2 separate regions of the Sus scrofa genome follow, and region 2 is linked to region 1. The links are chromatin contacts, called in public HiChIP or PLAC-seq maps. All regions are on one chromosome and are shown on one strand. Each heading gives the region's core, a stretch centred on a gene start, on an enhancer-like site or on the middle of the called end of the contact. The rest is flanking DNA. Distances are from core to core; before and after follow the strand shown. Region 1 holds the start of NOM1 (nucleolar MIF4G domain-containing protein 1). Region 2 holds the start of LMBR1 (limb region 1 protein homolog).

Evidence for each region. HiChIP or PLAC-seq counts read pairs in DNA pulled down with a chosen protein or histone mark.
Region 2: a contact with region 1 is called in an H3K27ac HiChIP or PLAC-seq map of skeletal muscle. The contact joins the promoter of LMBR1 here to the promoter of NOM1 in region 1. A contact is called at or near these places in 1 of 47 Hi-C or Micro-C datasets (epiblast stem cells) and 1 of 2 datasets of contacts at active chromatin or transcription factors (skeletal muscle).

Annotation. Positions count from the first base shown.
Region 1 is chr18:1,759,179-1,763,526 of Sscrofa11.1, reverse strand. It overlaps NOM1 (nucleolar MIF4G domain-containing protein 1), which reads left to right and starts at 2,613. Exons shown (of 11, transcript XM_021078680.1): 1 at 2,613-3,682. The coding sequence starts at 2,648.
Region 2 is chr18:1,792,995-1,797,130 of Sscrofa11.1, reverse strand. It overlaps LMBR1 (limb region 1 protein homolog), which reads right to left and starts at 1,669. Exons shown (of 17, transcript XM_021079157.1): 1 at 1,385-1,669. The coding sequence starts at 1,450.

The sequences.
Region 1 (4,348 bases), core at 1,364-3,863:
AGGATGAAGGACCTTGTAAATGGGACCCCAGAGACCCCCCCATCCCTCCCCCGCAGGAGGACGCATGAAGACAGGGAGTGAATGAACCAGGAAGCAGGTCCTCCCAGACACGGAACCTGCCTGCACCTTGGTCTTGAACTTCCAGCCTCCAGAACCGTGGGGATGAAGGTCTGAAGTTTAAGCCGCACACTTCGTGGTGTTCGGTGACAGCAGCCCGAGCGGACTAAGACACAGAGTTCAGGGTTACACTTTCCATTGTATATCATATTACTCCTAATAGATCATTGGTGCTATTATTTTAAGGAGCTGTCCGCAACCAGTGATGTTTTTCCAGGCTGGGGGGACAAGTGTCTGATGCAACAGCCTCGGTCGGCCCATCAATCCTGACCCTCCTCGGTCAGGCCTGTGAGCGGGGGGGAGCCACTGGGTCACCCCTGCCCGCCCCTCAGTCTCACCCACACGCCCACCTAAGACAGTGCTGGCTCCCCACTGCTCCAGAAGCAAATCTGGACGAGTACGGGCGACCAGACCTTCCCCGCCCGGCCTCTGCCACTTCTCCAGCCCTGCCTTTTGCCCACACACGTGCACGTGCACACTCTCTCTCACACACACACACACACCTACACACACACGCACACGCTGGCACCCTGGCCCTGCTACTTGCCACGGGCCCTCTGTCACACAGGCGTCAGCCCCTGTGTCATTCAAGGAGTTTCATGTTTGCAAGCAGATGCTGAAGCCCCTGGGCCTCCGGGCCAGCCCATCTCCAGGACCAGGGATGCGCCCTAGCCCTGCAGGGCCAGCCGCAGCGCAGGCTGGGGGTGGCAGCCAGGACCCTGCAAAGGCCTCCTTTGTGTTAGGATTTTGGGGCCGAAAACACCCCCAGGATTTGCCCACATCGGGCCCCACAAAGCCTTGGAAGTCGTGGCTTCAGAGTAAAGAAAGTTTCTGAGCAAGTCCAGTCTCAGGATGGAAAGGATGCAGAGAATCCTGAGGCCCTCGGACCCGTGCTCACTCCACTTGCAGAGAGATTGGCAAGGCCCCTTTCAGATCCTGCTAAAATGGGGGAGCAGTGAGGGTGACTGTTCCCCCTTTAGTGCCAGAGATACAACTGGATGAGAGAGGCCGGGGCTGCAAGAGCCCGGGGTACCCCCTCTACCCGCTCCTCAGCCCTAGACCTGGGGGCTGCACCCGGGAGACCCTTCCCCCAGGAACAGAGGGGACTGCAGTCTGGTGAGGTGGTGGTTGTTTGGAGCTCTCCCAGAAGGAGCTTATCAGCCACAGCTGACACCTCAGCTTTGCTTTTTGTTTGTTTGTTTGTTTGTCTTTTTGCCATTTCTTGGGCCGCTCCCACGGCATACGGAGTTTCCCAGGCTAAGGGTCGAATCGGAGCTGTAGCCACCAGCCTGCGCCAGAGCCACAGCGGGATCCGAGCCACTTCTGCAACCTACACCACAGCTCACGGCAACGCCGGATCCTCAACCCACTGAGCAAGGCCAGGGATCGAACCCGCCACCTCATGGTTCCTAGTCGGATTCGTTAACCACTGAGCCACGACGGGAACTCCAACACCTCAGCTTTGAAACACTCATTCCCAGGCGGAGCAGCTACTCGGGCAAACAAGCCTTCACAGGTGGACACCTGAGGAGCCCCCGGCCCCCAAGGAGATGACAAAGAGGGGACAGACCAGAGCCCAACAGAGGGGACAAGGAGGATGGCGTGAGTTCCAGGATGAAACAAAAGCAAGAAGCTATTTTGGGGAGTTCCCACTGTGGCTCAGCCTAAGGAACCCAAGCAGTATCCCATGAGGACTTGGGTTTGACCCCTGGCCTTGTTCAGTGGGTTAAGGATCTGGTGTTGCTGCAAGGTCACAGACATGGCTCAGATCCTGAGTTGCTGTGGCTGTGGCTGTGGGGTGGCTACAGCTCCGATTCCACCCCTAGCCTGGGAACTGCCACATGCAGTGGGTGCAGCCCTAAAAAGCAACAAAAAACAAAAGAAAAGAAAGAAAAGCAAAAAAGAAGCTATTAAACTTCAGACAGCGCTGAGTAAGGGGCGCTTTGATGACTGCACTCTGAGGATGGAGAAGCTGAGTCTCAGTGAGGTGCGCCCGGCCACACAGGCGTGAGGTCAGGATTTGAACCCAAGCCCAGCTGGCTGTTGAATTCCATTCAGATGCCTCCTGGAGTTTTCCTTTGCTGGTCACCACAAAGCCCCAAGGACGGTTCACTCCCACCTTCCCTCTGTTGTATGAGTCTTCCAGCGCAAACTCCCCGGTAACAAAGCCCCACAAACGAGGCAGCTTCAAACAGCGGACAGGTACAGCCTGGGTCCTGAGGCTGGGAGTCAGAAATCAAGGTGTGAGCGGGGTTGGTTCCTTCTCGGGCTTATGAGCACGTCGTTAGGAGCCTTCTTTACCAGAATCCGTACGGTTTTCATTTTTAAACGAGAATGTATTTGTGCTCATCGTGAAGACAAAGTTCACCAAATCTTAACAAGCAGGCACCCTTTGCCCGCGTGGGGCGCCCTGCGCTGCCGCCCTCCTGCCAGCAGGGGACACCGTCTCCTCTGGGTTCCGCGCAGCGCGCCGCTCTCTACCCGGAAGTCCCGGCCCGGCCGGAAGTCCCACGCCGGCGCGTCCCGGAAGATGGCGGCGTCCAAGACAGCGGGTGCGGCGCCTGGGGTAGGCTTCCCGCGGCGCATGGCCCGCAGGAAACGCGGAGCCGGACGCGGGCCTGGGGGCGGCAGGGATGGGGCCCTGAAGCGGCTAAAACTGGCTGTGGAGGAGTTCGTGCAGGCGACCTCGAAGGGCGAGACCCCCGGCGGCTGCGAGGGGCCCGCGGTGCAGGGTCGCAGGCGCCCGGGCGGGAGGAAAAGCCGCAGGGAACTGAGGAAGGAGAAGCGGCACCTGAGGAAGGCGCGCCGGCTCCAGCGGACTGCAGGCCCCAGGCAGGGCCCGGGCTCGGGCGGCGGAGCCGGGGGAGAGAGCGGGCCGCGGGCAGAGGCGGAGCAGAGGAAGGGCGGCCGGCCGGCCCCGCGGGCTTCAGAGGGGCTGCCTCCTCCCCCGGCCCAGGCCTCCTTGGTCCGGGCCCCGGCGCCCCCTGCCCCGGCCCGGCGGCCCCCCGGGAGGACCACGGCCCCCGCAGCTGCCGCCGCCGCTGCGCGGAAACGGGCACTTCTGGCGGCCAACGAAGAGGAAGACCGGGAGATCCGAAAGCTGGAGCGGTGCCTCGGCTTGAACAAGCGCAGAAAGAAGGGCGACGGGAGCTCCGTGCCGCTCAGCTTTGCGCGCGACGGGCTCGACTACATTCTGGGAGCCCTGGCGTCTGGGAGAAACAGTGGCTTATATGAAAGCAGCGGGGAGGAGGAGGAGGAGGAAGAGGAGGCGGGACAGACGGCCCCCGAAAGTGATGTAGAGAGTGACCCAGAGGACGACCGGGAGGAGGAGGACGTGGGAGAGGAGAGCGAGGGCGAGTTGGGAGCGCAGAGCGAGGACGAGGAGGGAGAGGAGGACGAGGAGGAGGACATGGAGGCGGGTGAAGACGACCAAGAAGAGGAAGAGCGAAAAGCAGGAGGAGCCGAAGGGAGAGCGGAGGAGAAAGGGAGGAAAAAGAGAGTCCGTTTTGCTGAAGATGGAGAGAGGAGTGAAAATGCGTCAAAGGATGTTAGCACAACCGACCAGGTATGTTTCAGCATTTTGCGTCTAAGTGTGTTATTTCTTCTGTCTGCAAGGCCTTTCCACAGTTTTTCTCTGTTTGTATTTATCTGTTAATCTCAGCCCCCTCTGGGAATCTGTTTCCCCTCCTTCAGAATATGAACCGTCTTTCATTTCCGTCCCCGGCGCCTTGGCATTTGTGAGCATTCCCTGGGGGTCTTCTGGTCTTCTCTCACAACTTTATTTTTAAATTGTTCCTGGGTCTTTCACAGCCTTGGGAGGTGTAACTGACATACTGATGGGTGTCTCAAGGTTAAGTTTCTTTGTTCATTAATGCGCTTTCTCCAACTAAGCATGAAGTCTAACAGCAAACATCACGCCTTACAGATGTTTGTCTTCTGAAGGCTTGTCACTTAAGTGTCCAGGATTGTAACCCTTTCAGTTGAAAATCTAGGAAATAGTGAGTAGTGGGTGGCTTCTGATTTTAGCCTGCAAATTTAGATATTAGTTTTGAAGAAGTTTGAAATTACTGGGGGACATGTTTCCTCCAGAATCGGTGGTGCCTTTAATTGAGGTGTTTGCGTGCTGCTGGGCCGACTGTGAGTGAAGGTTGGCAAGAGTAGAATATGAGCTCTGTTGGGCAGACGCCGGAGGGCACAGCCAGCTCTGAGCTGCAAGGGGAAAAAGAAGCGG
Region 2 (4,136 bases), core at 420-2,919, 35 kb before region 1:
CCTAAACGAGCGCGCTCCTGTAAGGTTCCATTTATATAAAAGTTCAAAGATAAGCTCATCTATTTTTTTTTTTTCTTTTTTTAGGGCTGCACCTGCAGCATATGGAAGTTCCCAGGCTAGGGGTCAAATCCGAGCTGTAGCTGCCGGCCTACACCACAGCCACAGCCGTTCGGGATATGAGCTGCATCTGAGACCTACACCACAGCTCACGGCAACACAGGATCCTTAACCCACTGGGTGAGACCAGGGATCCAACCTGCATCCTCATGGTTACTATTCAAATTTGTTTCCACTGAGCCACAACGGGAACTCCAAGCTCAACTATTAAAGCCAGGACAGTGGTTACTCTTGATGGAGTGGAGAGCAACTGGACCAGGAAAAGGGACGGGATGCTAGTGACACTCTGTTTCTCAGTGTTCAGGATTACACAGGGGTGTTTGGTTTGAAATGCTTCAAGCTGAAGATGTATGATTACGTACTTCTTTATTTTAGCTCCAAATAAAAAATTAAACTAAATCTGCTGTATCAAATGCTACCAGTTCAGACTCTGTATCTCTTGACTCCAAGGTATGACTTGGCAAAGTGACTCTCAATTTTCAAGATCAATAACTACACAAACCAGGAAATTCCCAACCAGAAGTTTTTCACCAAAAACCAAGAGAGTGACTGGATTTGACAGAAATTGGAAGAGGGGAGAGGTAAATACAAATACATACAGTTTATGTTTTTCATTGTTACGAAAACACAAATAAGCACAGCCATAATGTGTCCCGGTGCATCACGAAAAGGTAAAAACGTCAAAGCAGATTTCCAAAGCCAAGCCCTGCTTCCTGACCCCTGCCAGCAACGCAGGAGAGAGGGGACCGAGGAAGGATGACTTCCTCAAGCAGCTGCTTCCAGCACAAAGGACGGTCGCTCAGCCCGCAGTCCCATCAGCCGCCAGCCTCCACGCCGAGACGGAAGGTTTGGGTTCGGCACCAGCAGGGAGGAGGGCGACGGGCGAGGGCGGGACGGAGTGTGCAAACCCGGGCGAGCCACCCAGCCGCCCTGCGGATGCCGCCCTCACCGCGCCAGCGAGGGGCCCGCCCGCACACCTGCCCACGGAGCCGGCCGCGCGCGCGCCAGGCCACGGAGCGTGGGCGCGGGCCCCGGGTCGTCCACCGCCGGGAGGGCGGACGCCGCCACCTCGCCCGGAAGAACACCGGATGAGGGGGCGCAGGTGGCCCCGAAGCGCTCCCGGCGGGGGGCGGGGGGGAGACAGGTGAGTGGATGGAGGGCAGGTGGGCGCGGGGCGGGGGCGGAGCCGGGGGCGGGGAGGTGGCCCTGGGGAGGCCGCCGCCGGGGGACGGGGAGGGACGCAGGGGGCCGCGCGGGGGGCGCTCACCGTGGACTCCCGCACTTGGCTGTGGAAGTGCTGCTCCCGCGCCGACACCTCGTCCTGCCCTTCCATCCTCCTTCATGCCCGCCGCCGCGTCGCCCGCGTCCGCGCGCTCCGCCGCACCATCGCCCGCCGGCCCGAGGGGCTGGACGGCCGCGCCGGAGCGGGCGGACCGACGGCCGCTTCGGGGACCGCGACCACGACCCCAGCCGCTACCTCAGCCGCCGCCTCAGGAGAAGCCGCTCGGACTGCTGAGGGCGGGCACCGCGCGGACCGGGGCGGGGCCGGGGCGGGGCTTGACGTCAGAAGAAGGCGCCGCGCGTCAGAGGAGCGCGCCGCCGCGCCTGAGGGGCCCAAGGGCCTGAGGCCGAGGGGCGGGGTGTGGGCGTGGCTACGGGCCATTGGTCACGCCCCCAGGGAGGCGGGCTTGCGCCGGAGGGATTGCTGTCGGGAGGCCCAGAGAAGGGCTAGGTGTTAGGGCCGGGTTGCAGCGCCCCTTGACTCTACTGCGAGGGTGAAATAACGGAGGTTGGCGCGCCAGCGCACGGGTTCAATAGGAGTTATCCTTTACCGCAGCTGCAGTCGGCCCTCGCCCAGCGCCAGCCCCGCTGCAGAGCACTTGGCGGAGTCCGGCAGGAGGTCTCCCACGGAAACGTTCCCTCTGCCAAAGTGAAGGTCGGAAACCAGAGGTTCAGGACGCGCTTTGGGCGGAAACCGCGGAAACCTGGCTTCTCTGGGTCCGATAAGGGCCTTGAGCTGCCAAGGTCTTGGGCTTGCCCACCTGGAAAACGCAGATAGCTCGGAATGTGAGGTCCTTGCCAAATCCAGGGCGATCGGGGCGACCCTGCTGAGACCCTACACCGAAGGTTCACTTGGGGGGCCACCAAACGGTGATTCATCCCCATTCTGCATTAAGTATCTTTTATTGTTTGGGTTTTTTGCGATAAAAATGAACTTGAAGGCGTATTTATCATATTACCTTCGGATTTTTTTTTAAGCAATAAGTCACTTAGGAGTTCCCTGGTGGCCTGGGGTTAAGGATCCTGCATTGTCACTGCTGTGGAGCAGGTTCGACCCCTGGCCCGGAAACTTCCACATGCCCCCAGCATAGCTAAAAAAAAAAAGTCACTTAAATTACTGCAGGCTGTGATTTTGTGGCATCTCTGAGAATTCTTGGAAAGTGAGAAAATCTACAAATTGCTTTCAAATTTTTATAATAGATATTAATTTAGATTTTGAAGTATATTTTTGTGATTTTGAAATTTTTTTCAAGAATCCAACTTTTTTTTTTTTTTTTTGGCTTTTGTCTTTTTAGGGCCACACCTGCGGCATATGGAGGTTCCCAGGCCAGGGGTCTCATCGGAACTACAGCTGCTGGTCTACACCACAGCTCAGGGCAATGCTGGATCCTTAACCCACTGAGCAAGGCCAGGGATCGAACCGGTAACCTCATGGTTCCTAGTCGGATTCATTTCCACTGTGCCACAATGGGACCTCCAAGAATCCAACTTTTTTAATGAGCCATGAAAAGCTTACAGGCCCCCCCAAAACTGTGCCTCTGATGCCTTATGCCAGAAAATGTCGGTAGTGAGGTCGTGGAGAATATGAGGCTTGTTCTGAGCCTACTAGTACTCTTGCTACCATAGGCTGATAAGAAACCAGGAGTAACTTCCCCCTGGTTAAATTCAGTGTTCGTCTTTATTTTTTAGATGTCTCAGAGCCCTAAAGAACCAGGAAAAGACAAAGAAGCACCTTTTTTTCGGAACATTCAGTTTCTGGGAGCTGGGTAACTTCCTGAATGACACGAAGACCTGGATAATTTCAGGGTCATCTCGCAAATCAGGGGGCGATCGGATCTGATTTTAAGATGTGTGACCTTATGCCTGTGTTCCAGAAAGTGGAAGCATATGGCATTGCTCATCTTTCTAACTCAACACTCCAGCTCTCTGGACCTTTTAATTTTCTTATGCAGCTGTGTATAGACGTTCACCCCCGCTTTGATCTAGTTTTTCCCTGTCTTTGGTACCTCAGTGCTCAGCTCAGGGTGGTAGACCTCAAAGTGGCCACAAGCTCTTCCCCGCACACTCCCCCCTTTGCCTTGTGGCTTTGCCTGATCTCCCAGCAAGGAGTGGACCCTGTTTCCCCCACTTGACTCTGGGCCTTGCACATGTAAATTGCTCTGGCTAAAGGGATCTTATAAGACAGGAAGCGGAGCTGCTGCTGTGGTTCATCGGGTTAAGAACCCAGCAGTCTCCATAGTCTCCGTGAGGATGCAGGTTTGATCCCTGGCCTCACTCAGCAGGTTAAGGATCCATCGTTGCTGAAAGCTGGTCACAGACGAATGGCTCAGATCCAGTGTTGCTGCTGGTGTAAGCCAGCAGCTGCAGCTCCCGTTTGACCCCAACCAGTGAACTTCCATATGCCGCAGGTGTGGCCGTAAAAAGAAAAATAAAATGAAATAAAATAGGAAGCTATTGAGAGGTGCTTGTGCCTTAAGGCTTGCCCCTTCTTGTGGCCCCTGGGCACCCTCCAACTGTCACTGTGTAAAAAGTCTCGCCCAAACCGGAAATGGATGGGCCAGTTATCTCTGTCACCCCAGCTGACACTCTCTCCTATGCATCCCCCTAAAACATGAATCCCACAAAAGGCAGGTGTTACCCTCTGCTGAAAGCACTGCAATGCAGCATTCTCATTAACTGAAGAATAAAATCAGACTCCTTAACCGGCGTTTAAGACTTTGACTTTTGGGGATTCCCCC